2 separate regions of the Sus scrofa genome follow, and region 1 is linked to region 2. Evidence: chromatin contacts called from public Hi-C data. All regions are on one chromosome and are shown on one strand. The core of a region is the stretch at or near the end of the contact, and the rest is flanking DNA. Distances in the headings are between cores, read along the strand shown.

Region 1 (5,075 bases), core at 366-2,865, 140 kb before region 2:
TGTCTGAAATTCCACCATTAGAAATTCATTTCTTTGTGGTGTTTGATGTTTTAATAATTTAGCATTTATCAAGCATTTACTGAACTCATGTTATATGGCAGGTACTCTTTCAGATGCGAAGATACACGAATGAACAAGAGGAAAAATGCCTGCTTTTATGGATCCTCCAGTCCAGTGAGGGAGACAAAAATAAACAGATATATATTTTGTCAGATGAAGAATTTCTATGAAGGAAACCAAGGTGGGTAAGGGGATGATGCATGATGGGGATGTTCTTTTAGATATGGGGGTCAGGACAGGCCTCTGAAGAGGGGCATTGAGCAGCCATGGAAAAGCTGGGCTGGAACCAGCTCTGTGGCTAAGGGGGCAAAGGGCACTGCAGGCAGAGGGGAGGGCCCAGGTAGGACTGTGCTTGGCGTTTGTGACTATCAAGTGAGCCAACATGGCTGGAACGAAGTGAGTGGAAAAGGAGAGGAAGAGGGCGGGGTCTGAGCACGCAGTGTCTTGAGGGCCACTGATAGGACTCAGCTTTAACTCTGAGTGAGATGAGCCACTGGGATTTTGAGTGAGAAGTGACATGATGAGACTCGTGTTTTACCAGGACGTGGCTGCGTGGTGGAGGATGGGCTGGGGAGGGGGGCACAGATGGTAGAAGGGAGGCTAATTAGAAACTTCTGCAACGGTTCATAAACCATCGTGCCCTCGTTAATCTCAGGCCAGATCAAATGAAGGCCCTCCAACCCACGGTTCTCCAAAGGCTTGTGTGGGACTGGGCTCTCAGAAAATGTCCTGGCCTTCCTAGGCATCTTCTCCTGTAATCCTGAGCTCCCACTTTGGGCTTGTCTGTTCCAAACGCATTCCCCAAAAGCAATCCCCCAAATCCACACTATCCCGAGAACTCTTTAGAGGGCCCCTCATTCCATTATTATTTTGATATCGTTCTTTCTTCCGGCGTCCAGCCAATGTGAAGTTGGCGCCTTGTCAGCCGTCCAATGGGAGAGAGGAGGCGGGAGGAGAAAGTCCAAGGAGAGGTGCCCGGGTTCCCGAGCCGCTGGCCGGTCCTCAGGTCAACGCGGCGAATTGGTCACCAGGAGGCGCCCGAGCGCCAGGGTTTGCTTGATGGCTCCGCGCTGCCAGGAGGGTGCGGCGCGCAGCGGCCACCAGGGGGCAGCAGAGCGCGGGGCCGAGAACGCGGGGAGCGGGGTAGGCGGCGGCAGCTGTGTTGCCGGCTACGAGCGGAGTTCTCTGTTAGGAGGGTAATTTAGAGCAATTACACCGATTATTATTGCTTTTCTAATTAGTGCTTTTCCTACAGAATTAGCCGAGTGTTTATTAGGAGCTGCTTGTTGCCAGCAGCTTAACTGCTTCGGTGCCGGCGCGGGGCGCCGCGAGCGGGGAAGAGCAGCGCCGCCCTCGCCGCCGCGTGGGGCCAGTTGGTTATGTGGTTTCGCATAAAAGCACGGATTAAATATTCATTCTGCTTTGTTACATATAGCATTAAATTTTTATCAGCTGTATGTTTTCCTTGAAGTTTTCCCTGCGTGTTAACATTCAGGCGGGCTGCAGGAAAACTCCCGGGCTCTGGCGGGTGGGGCGGACAGATGGGGACTCCGGGGGTGTTGGGGCCAGAGGGACTGGGCGAGGGAGGGATGGTCACCTCTTAGACATCTGTGACACCTCTAGACTGCTCCCAAATCTTGCGCTCCAGGATCCTCAGAACCGCCTGGGAGGTAGGCAGGGAAGGAATGTCTCACCCCATCGAAGGGGGGGAGAAAACTGAGACCCCCCCACCTCACGTGGTCTTTGTGATATGCCCTGGGTGACCTGAAACCAAACTGTGGAGTCAAGCTCGATTTCTCCAGTCCACTGTCACCTATGGGAGCTTCCAAAACCAGAGCCCCCCGGGCACCCGGGACACCATCGAGGGGCCCCACCCAGGCCACTCTTCCCACAGGAAGGGCAAGTTGGAACTTCCGTGGCTCAATCCCAGGTAAGCCCGCCTACCTTGTGCTTCTGACTTTAGCCTCCTCCTTCTGGAACCCTTAACCCAGAGCAGCAGCTGGCTCCTCGTCAGCCTGCGGGGTGGGGGGGGGGGGGAGAAGGGAGGGAGGAGAAAGTCCAAGGAGCGTCCCGGGTGGTGAGAGGCAGAGGAGAGGGGAGTTTGGTTTGTTAAAGCACTGCCTTTAAGTTGGGTAGTTGTTACCCTCCCTGAGGAAGGGGAGGGGTTGTCCTCAATTCATTAGTCTTGGGGACCCCAAGTGAGAAAAACTAAACACACCTGTGCAGGAGTTCCTGTTGTGGCTCAGTAACAGAACCGGACTGGTATCCATGAGGACGTGGATTCCCTCCCTGGCCTTGCTCAATGGGTTAAAGGATCTGGTGTTGTGGTGAGCTGTGGTGTAGGTCTCAGATGCGGGTGGCATCCAGTGTTGCCGTGGCTGTGATGTAGGCTGGTGACTACAGCTCTGACTCCTAATCTGGGATCTTCCATTTGCCATGGGTGTGGCCCTAAAAACAAAAAAACCCCCCACAAAAACAAAAGCCCCACACACTTGTACACCTCTAGCAGAACCAGAGGCTGCCATTTGTGTCATGAAGGTTGATCCACTATTCAAAAGGCTTCTTGGAAGACCGCCCCCCACCCCCCAGTGCATCCAAGTGTTTGTTTACAGCTCATTAACTACTTGATGGAAAGGCTGGGGTGGGGGCAAGACAGGGAAATATTGACAGAAAATCTATCAGAAATGAAGATTAACGATCTCCAAGATGTTCCTGTGGGTCAATAGGGAAATGGGATTTGAGTTTAAAAAAACGGGGTCTGCTAAGCTGAGATTTCATCCCCCCATTTGTCTCTGCACAGAGCGAGGCCCACTAGGGTTAAGAGGGCTCCTCAGATTTGGGGGTGGGGCTCTGACTGGAAACCTTCTGGTCTGGTTGTCTCCTCCTCCTGGCCTTGGTTCCTCCTCAGCAAGGGGAGGATGGAGGAGAAATTTGGGCTGCTTTATCTCACCACCACTCTAACTGGTCAAACTGACCCCTTCAAGACGCCTTCCTTGTGTCCCGCCCTGTTGCTTTCGTTTCAACAAGACCGACTTTCTAGGAGGGGCTGTAAGGGAAGGCAGCAGGCAGTTTTACACAAGTTCCCAAGTGCCAGAGAGGAAGAAAGGCTGGAAGATGGCTCAGCCAGTGTCTGTCCCCAGTGGCCTCTGAGGCCAGGCAGCTCTGGAGTTGTACCAGCCACAGGGCACTCTGACCACAGGGCGGAGAGGGCCTGGCTTGACACTCCACCCCGTTCTGCTCACAGGTTTCCTGCTTTGCCTTCTCCCAAGCACCTGCCTCAGTGGCAGCTCATTCAGGAAAGATGGTGCTTTAGCTCCTGTCTGAACACAGCTGTGTGGAAACCTCCAGACTCCCAGGCACCCAGGACATTGCTTCCAATGTGTCCTGCTCCAGGCAGCTATGGTTGCCTGAGAATCCCTGGGTCTTCCTGCTGTGGAGGCCTGTTTGAGGCCTGGGTTCCTTGGCCTCTGCCAGCTTCCCTCCCCCCCGCCCCTCCCACAATATGTGGCCCCCTCCCTTAGGTAGTGCCATTTCTGGCCCTTGTCTTCCTGGATCTTTTTCTGCTTTCCACTCTGCAAGAGTCCTTGGGACTAAGAAGCAAACCAGGGCACGGCTGACTATTTGAAATGAAAAAGAAAAAGAACAAAGAGAGAAACTCCAACGTGTAATCAGGCTCCGAGTCCCATCTGACAGAGCTTTACGCAGTGAATGTTAACAGAGTGCCAGGGGGCTCGTGTGGAGGCTGGGGACCTCTGGGAGAGAATCGTGTGCACTGAGGCTCTCTGGCTTGGCAGGGACATCTCTGTCACCTTTAATGTCTGTCCTCTCATGACAGTGGCGAGCCTGGGCCCACTCAGGTCTTCACCTCCCACTGACATTCTGGACTAGGGTCTAAGGCCAGGGTGTCCCCATGCTGGCAGTACTGACACTCAGGGCTGGGTCATTCTCTGTTGTGGGGCTCTGCTGTGCACTGCAGGCTGTTTAACAGCATCGTTGGCCTCTATACACAAGATGCCAGTAGCACCTTCCTCTCAGCACCCCCCCAGCTGTGAAAATCAATAATGTCGCCAGACATTGTCAAGTTTCCCCGGGGGAACAAAGTCATTCCCGGTTGAGAACTACTGCTCTACAACTAATCTCCTTTAACAAATGCCAGACTGATATCTAGAAATAGGATGTGACATATGAAACGTAATTTAAGGCAAAAATAGAGTGGCCAAGTGCTTGGATTCTGGAATCAGCCTAGATTCAAGTTCCATCTGACTACTGACTAACTCTACTGAGCTCTGAGGCCGGTAACCCCTCTACCTGTCTTAGTTTGCACATCTATTAAATGGGAATATCAATATTTCCATCCTTGGGGGTTGTCATGAATACTAAACAAGATGGTGCATGTTAAATTCTCAGCAAATTCCCTGGCTTCTTACCAGGGTACAATTAACAGGAGCAAACATCAGAATCAGAAGATAAGTTCTGAAATCTTCCTTTTTTTTTTTTTTTCTTTTTTTTTTTTTTTGTCTTTTATATTTCTAGGGCTGCATCTGCAGCATATGGAAGTTCCCAGGCTAGGGGTCAAATAGAAGCTGCAGCTACCAACCTACACCACAGCCAACACAGGATCCAAGCCACATCTTCGACTTAAACCACAGCTCATGCCAACACCAGATCCATAAGCCACTGAGCGATGCCAGGGATTGAGTCTGCGTCCTCATGGATACTAGTTAGTTTCGTTAACTGCTGAATTACAACAGGAACTCCCTAGACTCTTCTGATTAGAAATATGAAAGCCTAGAGAATGTCACAGATGATGGCATTGGGAAGACACACTATAACTTTTTTCTAACCAAAAAAGATTATCTAAAAGATACAGACTTTTGGATCCATACAATCAGAAAAATATAGAGATCATGGAAATTTAAATTTTGTTAGTTGAAATTTTATAAATCTCAGAATTGTTGGATTCGAAGTTCCCATCTTGGCACAGTGGAAACGAACCTGACTAGGAATCATGAGGT
Region 2 (5,248 bases), core at 686-3,185:
CCATGAGCTTTTGCATCCTTTGGAAATTCATCCCTTACTGATTGCATTGTTTTCAAATATTTTCTCTTAGTCTGTAAGTTGTCTTTTTATTTTGTTTATGATTTCCTTCACTGTGCAGAAGCTTTCAAGTTTACTTAGGTCCCATTTGTTTACTTTTGCTTTTATTTCCATTACTCTAGGAGACCCAGGACATTTTTCACAGAACTAGAAAAAACAATCCTAAAATTTATATGGAACTGCAAATTACCCAGAACTGCCAAAGCAACTGGAGAGGCATAACTTTCCCAGACCTCAGACAATACCACAAAGCCACAGTAATCCAAACAGTGTGGTACTGGAACAAAAACATACATGTAGATCAATGGTACAGAAGAGAGTCCAGAAATAAGCTCAAACACCTACAGTCAATCTGTGACAAAGGAGGTAAGAATACACAAGTCTCTTCAATAAGTGGCACTGGGAACACTGGACACTATATGTAAAAGGATGAAATTAGAACATTCTCTAAATGCTATAGAGAAATAAACTTAAAAATGGATTAGAGACCTAAGTGTAAGACTGGATACTCTAAAACCCCTAGAGGAAAACATGGGCAGAACACTCCTTGACATAAATCCAGCAATATATTTTAGAATAAAAAAATTCTTTTTTAAAAAAATGAGAAAGCCAATATATGACTAAGATTAAAGCAGAGCTTTTCCTAGATAAAGGTGCCCACGTTCAGAGCCTTTTGTACCTCTCTGGATGTCGCCTGCCTACATGAGAACTTGGTAGTGACCTTTGAAGGCACTGGGTTCAGATTGTAGTTCCTCCATTGATCAGCTGTGTGAGCCTGGAAAGACTAATCACCCTTTCCTCCCTTTAGTTTCCCCACCTGTGAAATGGGCATATATCAACCTTAAAATATTATTATGAGATTAAATTAATGTATACATTGAAAGCACTTAGAACACTAGCTTTGTGCCAGACACTGTTCTATGTGCTTTATTTCTCATAACTCATGTGAACCTGTTGGGGGAAGACTGCAGGGGGCGCCAGAGCCAGGCTGCATGCAGTGAAGCCAGTGAGTGATGAGGGGCTGGCAGTGGGAGTGGAAGCCAGGATGGGGAGATGAGGCATTAGCCCAGGGACCCTTTGGAGAAAGCACTGGTGAATGTGCCAACTGCTTAGACCCCGGGGGTGGGAGGTGGGAGGGCAGGGGAAATTGGAGACTGTAGTTCCTGGTTCTGATCTTGGAGGCTGGAAGTGTGGTGGCTCTTCTGACCCCAGGGCACACACAGTGGTAACAGCTTGGGTATGACAGTGAAGGTGGAAATGAGAGAGGAGCGAGGGGAGTTCTGTCTGTCTATGCACAATGCTCTTAAAGAAGAGAAAATGCCCACCCAATCTACAAACAGAAGAGGGACCTGGGAGGAAAAGAAGCATCCAGGGGTCACGTGCTCTCAGGAGCTGTGTGGTCCACCACCCAGGGTGAGGTCCCAGAGGACCAGGTGACCCATTTCAGGCTGCATCGGCTGTTTGTTTTTCAGAGCCATTTGTTTGGTGTGCTTTGAGTCACTTGTTATGCCAGACTGGTAGACTGTTTCCCAAACCAGCTTCCTCGGCTGGCTTGACCCATTAGAGAGCCAGGGCTCACCTGATATTTGCTGAGCTGACAGGCATCCATCACACACCAATCTGTGCCCACTCCTGTGCCTGGAGCAGGGGCCTGCTGCCCGTTATCTAGACCCAGAGGCCACACGACTGACTCTGGGCAGACACAGGCCACTAGAAGTGGGGTGAGCACTTACGGGTGCCTGAAACTAGGTCCTAAACCAAGCAAGTATGGCTCCCGTTGGAACAGGGAGTGGGGAAACTTCTTCCATGGCAGTCTCGGGTTTTTTCATTTTTCACTTTCTTCTGCCCTCCTTCCAAGAGCCCCAAAATGTCCTTGGACTTGGCCCTCTACTTTTTGGACTAGAGCTGCCCTGGCCTGACTTCAGTCCCTCTTGGCTTCCTTGGTCCAGACTCACAGCCGCGACTCCCTGACCCACCACTCCCCAGCTCCCCTCAGCCGAGAAGCTCCCCTTGAGCCCACGGGCCATGTGTCGCTGGGGCAGCGCTAGGACAGTGCCTGGGTCCCAGCCCCCACTCACCACCAAAACTTCACCCTATGGAAGCCCCTCACTGTCCTGCCCACCTCTTCACTCAGCCTCACAAGCGGCTCCTCTTCACCCATCAGTAGCAGAAGCAAAGAACTGGGGAGATGACGCGCCCTCTCCACACAGAGGCCCTTGCTCCTGTCAGAGGTGCGATTTGAATGTCGTCCATGTGTTATTGTGTGTGTGCGCGTGCGCGCACGCATTCGCGTGCCTGTACTTTCCGCCCGAGCCAACCACTCGGAATCTGTTTATTTCCCTTTTATGATCACTGTCTCTCCCTCTGTAAAGCACTAGGATGGGCCTGGCGTTCCAGGAATTGCTTGCAAGTGGTCCTTCAAGCCTGGAGCCGGCCTCGGCTGTCCCCATGCAGTGCACGTAATGGGTCCTCCCAGGGACAATTTGCATAAAGGATAAATAAGAGAAACACAATGTGAAGTTTATTCATTTTTAAATCCTGCAGCGTTTGTGATTGAAGGCCCAAGCTCAGATGTTTGCCGGATGCGTCCCATTAAGACTCGGGGCTTTGTCTAATGTCTGCTCTGTTCTGCAGGGGAGTGTAGTGCGCGCTCCTTCCCACACTGGAGTGCCGTTTCCACAGCCTCCTGCTCAACAAGGGACAGAGGAACGGCGGGCTGTGTTCCCTTCCACCAGGCCCCCTCACTTTAATTTGCTGTAACAGAGCCAGCACATTAAATACAAAACATATTGATGTTCTTGAGAACCCTGGAGGGTCTTTACCCTTCCTTGTCAGAGGAGCCTGGCATGCCGGGAGGGAGAGAGGAGATGGTGTTTGGCATGCATGCGGAGTGGTGCCTCCGGCAGGTCATCACTGATCGTCTGCCAAGAGCTGTGCCCTCCCGGAGGACGGGGTGGGGGTGGAGGGGTTCGCGGGGGGCAGAGGTGCCATTGCTCATGCCTCAGAGTGAGAGGGAGCCTGTGGACAGGACCACTGTGGACACAGCAGTGGTTTGTGACGAATGACAAGGAAGGAAGGAAGAGAGGAAGGAGAGAGAGAGAGAGGGAAGGAAGGCGGAAGGCAGGCAGAAGGCCACCCAACGGGACTGCCTGACTGGGACTCCTCACTCCCCAGGTCAGTGTCAACCAGCAAGTTCCCAAGATGATACAAGAGTTAGAGGGAGCTGGATGGACTCTAACTTTTGGCATCTCTCTATTCAAAATGCCCCGGGGCTCCTGAAATTTGGCAGGGTAGGTTCTGGCTGTCATCTTGTGCATATTTGTTACAACAAGTGATGCAAAAAGAATAGAGGCATCTCCTCCAGCAAATTCACTATTTCCCTAACAGTGTGTCCCCTGGGGCTGGAGGAAACAGAACCAAGGGAGGAAACAATCCAGTCGCTCACTCTGGCAGGACAGGGCAGGGCCAAGGGGTGGACGCCACTGGATGTGCATTCTTTTCTCCAGCTGGCAAAGAGTCCCCAAATGCTGGGGTAAGAAATTGTCTTTTTCCCTTAAAATGATTAACTATTAAACAATTAATTTCATCTTCTCTTGACCTATGCACCCTTCTAATAGTAGCTATCATAGATATGGTGACTGCTGGTGTTACTGGCATATATTGCTTCTAATCCTCATGACTCCAGAAGTTAGTGTTATCAGGACACTGAGACTCAGTTTAAAATATGTTTCAGGAGTTCCCATTATGGCACAGCAGAAACGAATCCGACTAGGAACCATGAGGTTGTGGGTTCAATCCCTGGCCTCACTCGGTGGGTCAAGGATCCAGCATTGCCATGAACTGTGGTGTAGGCTGCAGATGCGGCTCAGATCTGACATCGATGTGGCTGTGGTGCAGCCTGGCAACTACAGTTCGGATTCGACCCCTAGCCTGAGAACCTCCATATGTCACGAGTGCAGCCCTTAAAAAAGACAAAAAGATAAAATAGGTTTCAGAAGGTCCTACACCTAAGAAATTCCTGGACTCTGACTTAAGCCCAGTCCTGGAACTGGTGGGGTAGTGGTGAGGATTGTGTTGATGATTGTGTGATTGTGGTGTTGGTTGTGGTTGGTGATGATTGTGTCAGTGCTGGTGGTGGCAATTGTGGTGTTGGTGGTGGTGGTGATGAGTAATGATGGTAGACATGGTGGGTTTTGTGGTGATGCTCATGCCGACAGTGGTTGAAGCTAATGTCTGATCTTCCTTATAAGAAATCCCCTGGAGACAACATTTATACGGACTTTGAAGGAGTTAGTTGTGAGGTACCCAGACTATTAGCCTTAGACTCTTGCGCTGGCTTCTTGGGGTGAGCAGGGAGCTAGCCCTGAACCAGAAGAGTCAGGGTATCTGAGCTTCTCCTGACATCCAGGTGATCTGGATGGGCTGGACATTTGCTGTGTGATTCTGTGAGGAACTCAGGGTTCCTAGACCTTTGTGAACAAAGTCTGGCCAGAAAAGTGGCTCCCTTAACAGAGGGATTTGAGAGCCCTATCTCCTGAGTCTGGCCCCACCCACTGGCTCAAATATTTTCTCTCTCCTGATGCTTCCTGGAAATTCCACTGTTGGCGACTTCCTTTGGGTGGGTAAGCATTTTATTTTCCCTGTTTGAAATACACATTTCCTACTCTTGAAAACTCTTCAGGGGAATTGATGGTCCTGAGAAGCTTCTAGCAAGTTCTCTGTCCCTGATCAAAATCCATGTCAATTCTGATTAGTAAGAAGCCCTAAAGACCTCTGGTTCTAACAATCTTAATCCAGATCTCCAGGGAGGGGATGGTAGATTAAGTCCCAGCCACCTTGACATGGATGGGTTCCTGCATCCAGTGAAACAGAAAGGATACGACAGGTGGGGGATCTGGGAATAGGGAGGAGGAATGAGATGAGGACAGGACCCAGGGAAGGAGGAGCGGGTGTTGGGAACACATGTCACCAAACTAGGTGAGCCTGATGGGAGACAGCTGGACCACACAGCACACACCTGGATTGACCAAGGCTGATACCAGACCAGCCTCCAGGAGAGCAGACTATTCCCCAGAAACCTGTGCACTATAACACTAATCGCAATCTTGTTACAAGCGAAAAACAAGGTTTCTGTATAGCACTTTACAGTCCACAAACACTTTCATTTGGATACCTTTATTTAATTAATTTG

What was found. Hi-C and Micro-C count contacts between places; a contact is called where the count stands out from the background.
Region 1: a Hi-C map of undifferentiated spermatogonia shows a contact between it and region 2, with 1.8 times the contacts expected there. The contact joins two enhancer-like sites. A contact is called at or near these places in 6 of 47 Hi-C or Micro-C datasets (brain, embryonic fibroblasts, heart right ventricle and 3 more).

Annotation. Positions count from the first base shown.
Region 1 is chr1:97,339,456-97,344,530 of Sscrofa11.1, reverse strand. No RefSeq gene overlaps it. Among named protein-coding and RNA genes, the nearest start is that of SMAD2, 140 kb to the left of the region's middle. Within about 2 kb of position 1,615, at least 9 of the 83 cell types and tissues checked have an H3K27ac peak or open chromatin away from gene starts, as enhancers often do. A contact at or near this core is called in undifferentiated spermatogonia, where this site is marked.
Region 2 is chr1:97,196,773-97,202,020 of Sscrofa11.1, reverse strand. No RefSeq gene overlaps it. Among named protein-coding and RNA genes, the nearest start is that of SMAD2, 280 kb to the left of the region's middle. Within about 2 kb of position 1,935, at least 3 of the 83 cell types and tissues checked have an H3K27ac peak or open chromatin away from gene starts, as enhancers often do. A contact at or near this core is called in undifferentiated spermatogonia, where this site is marked.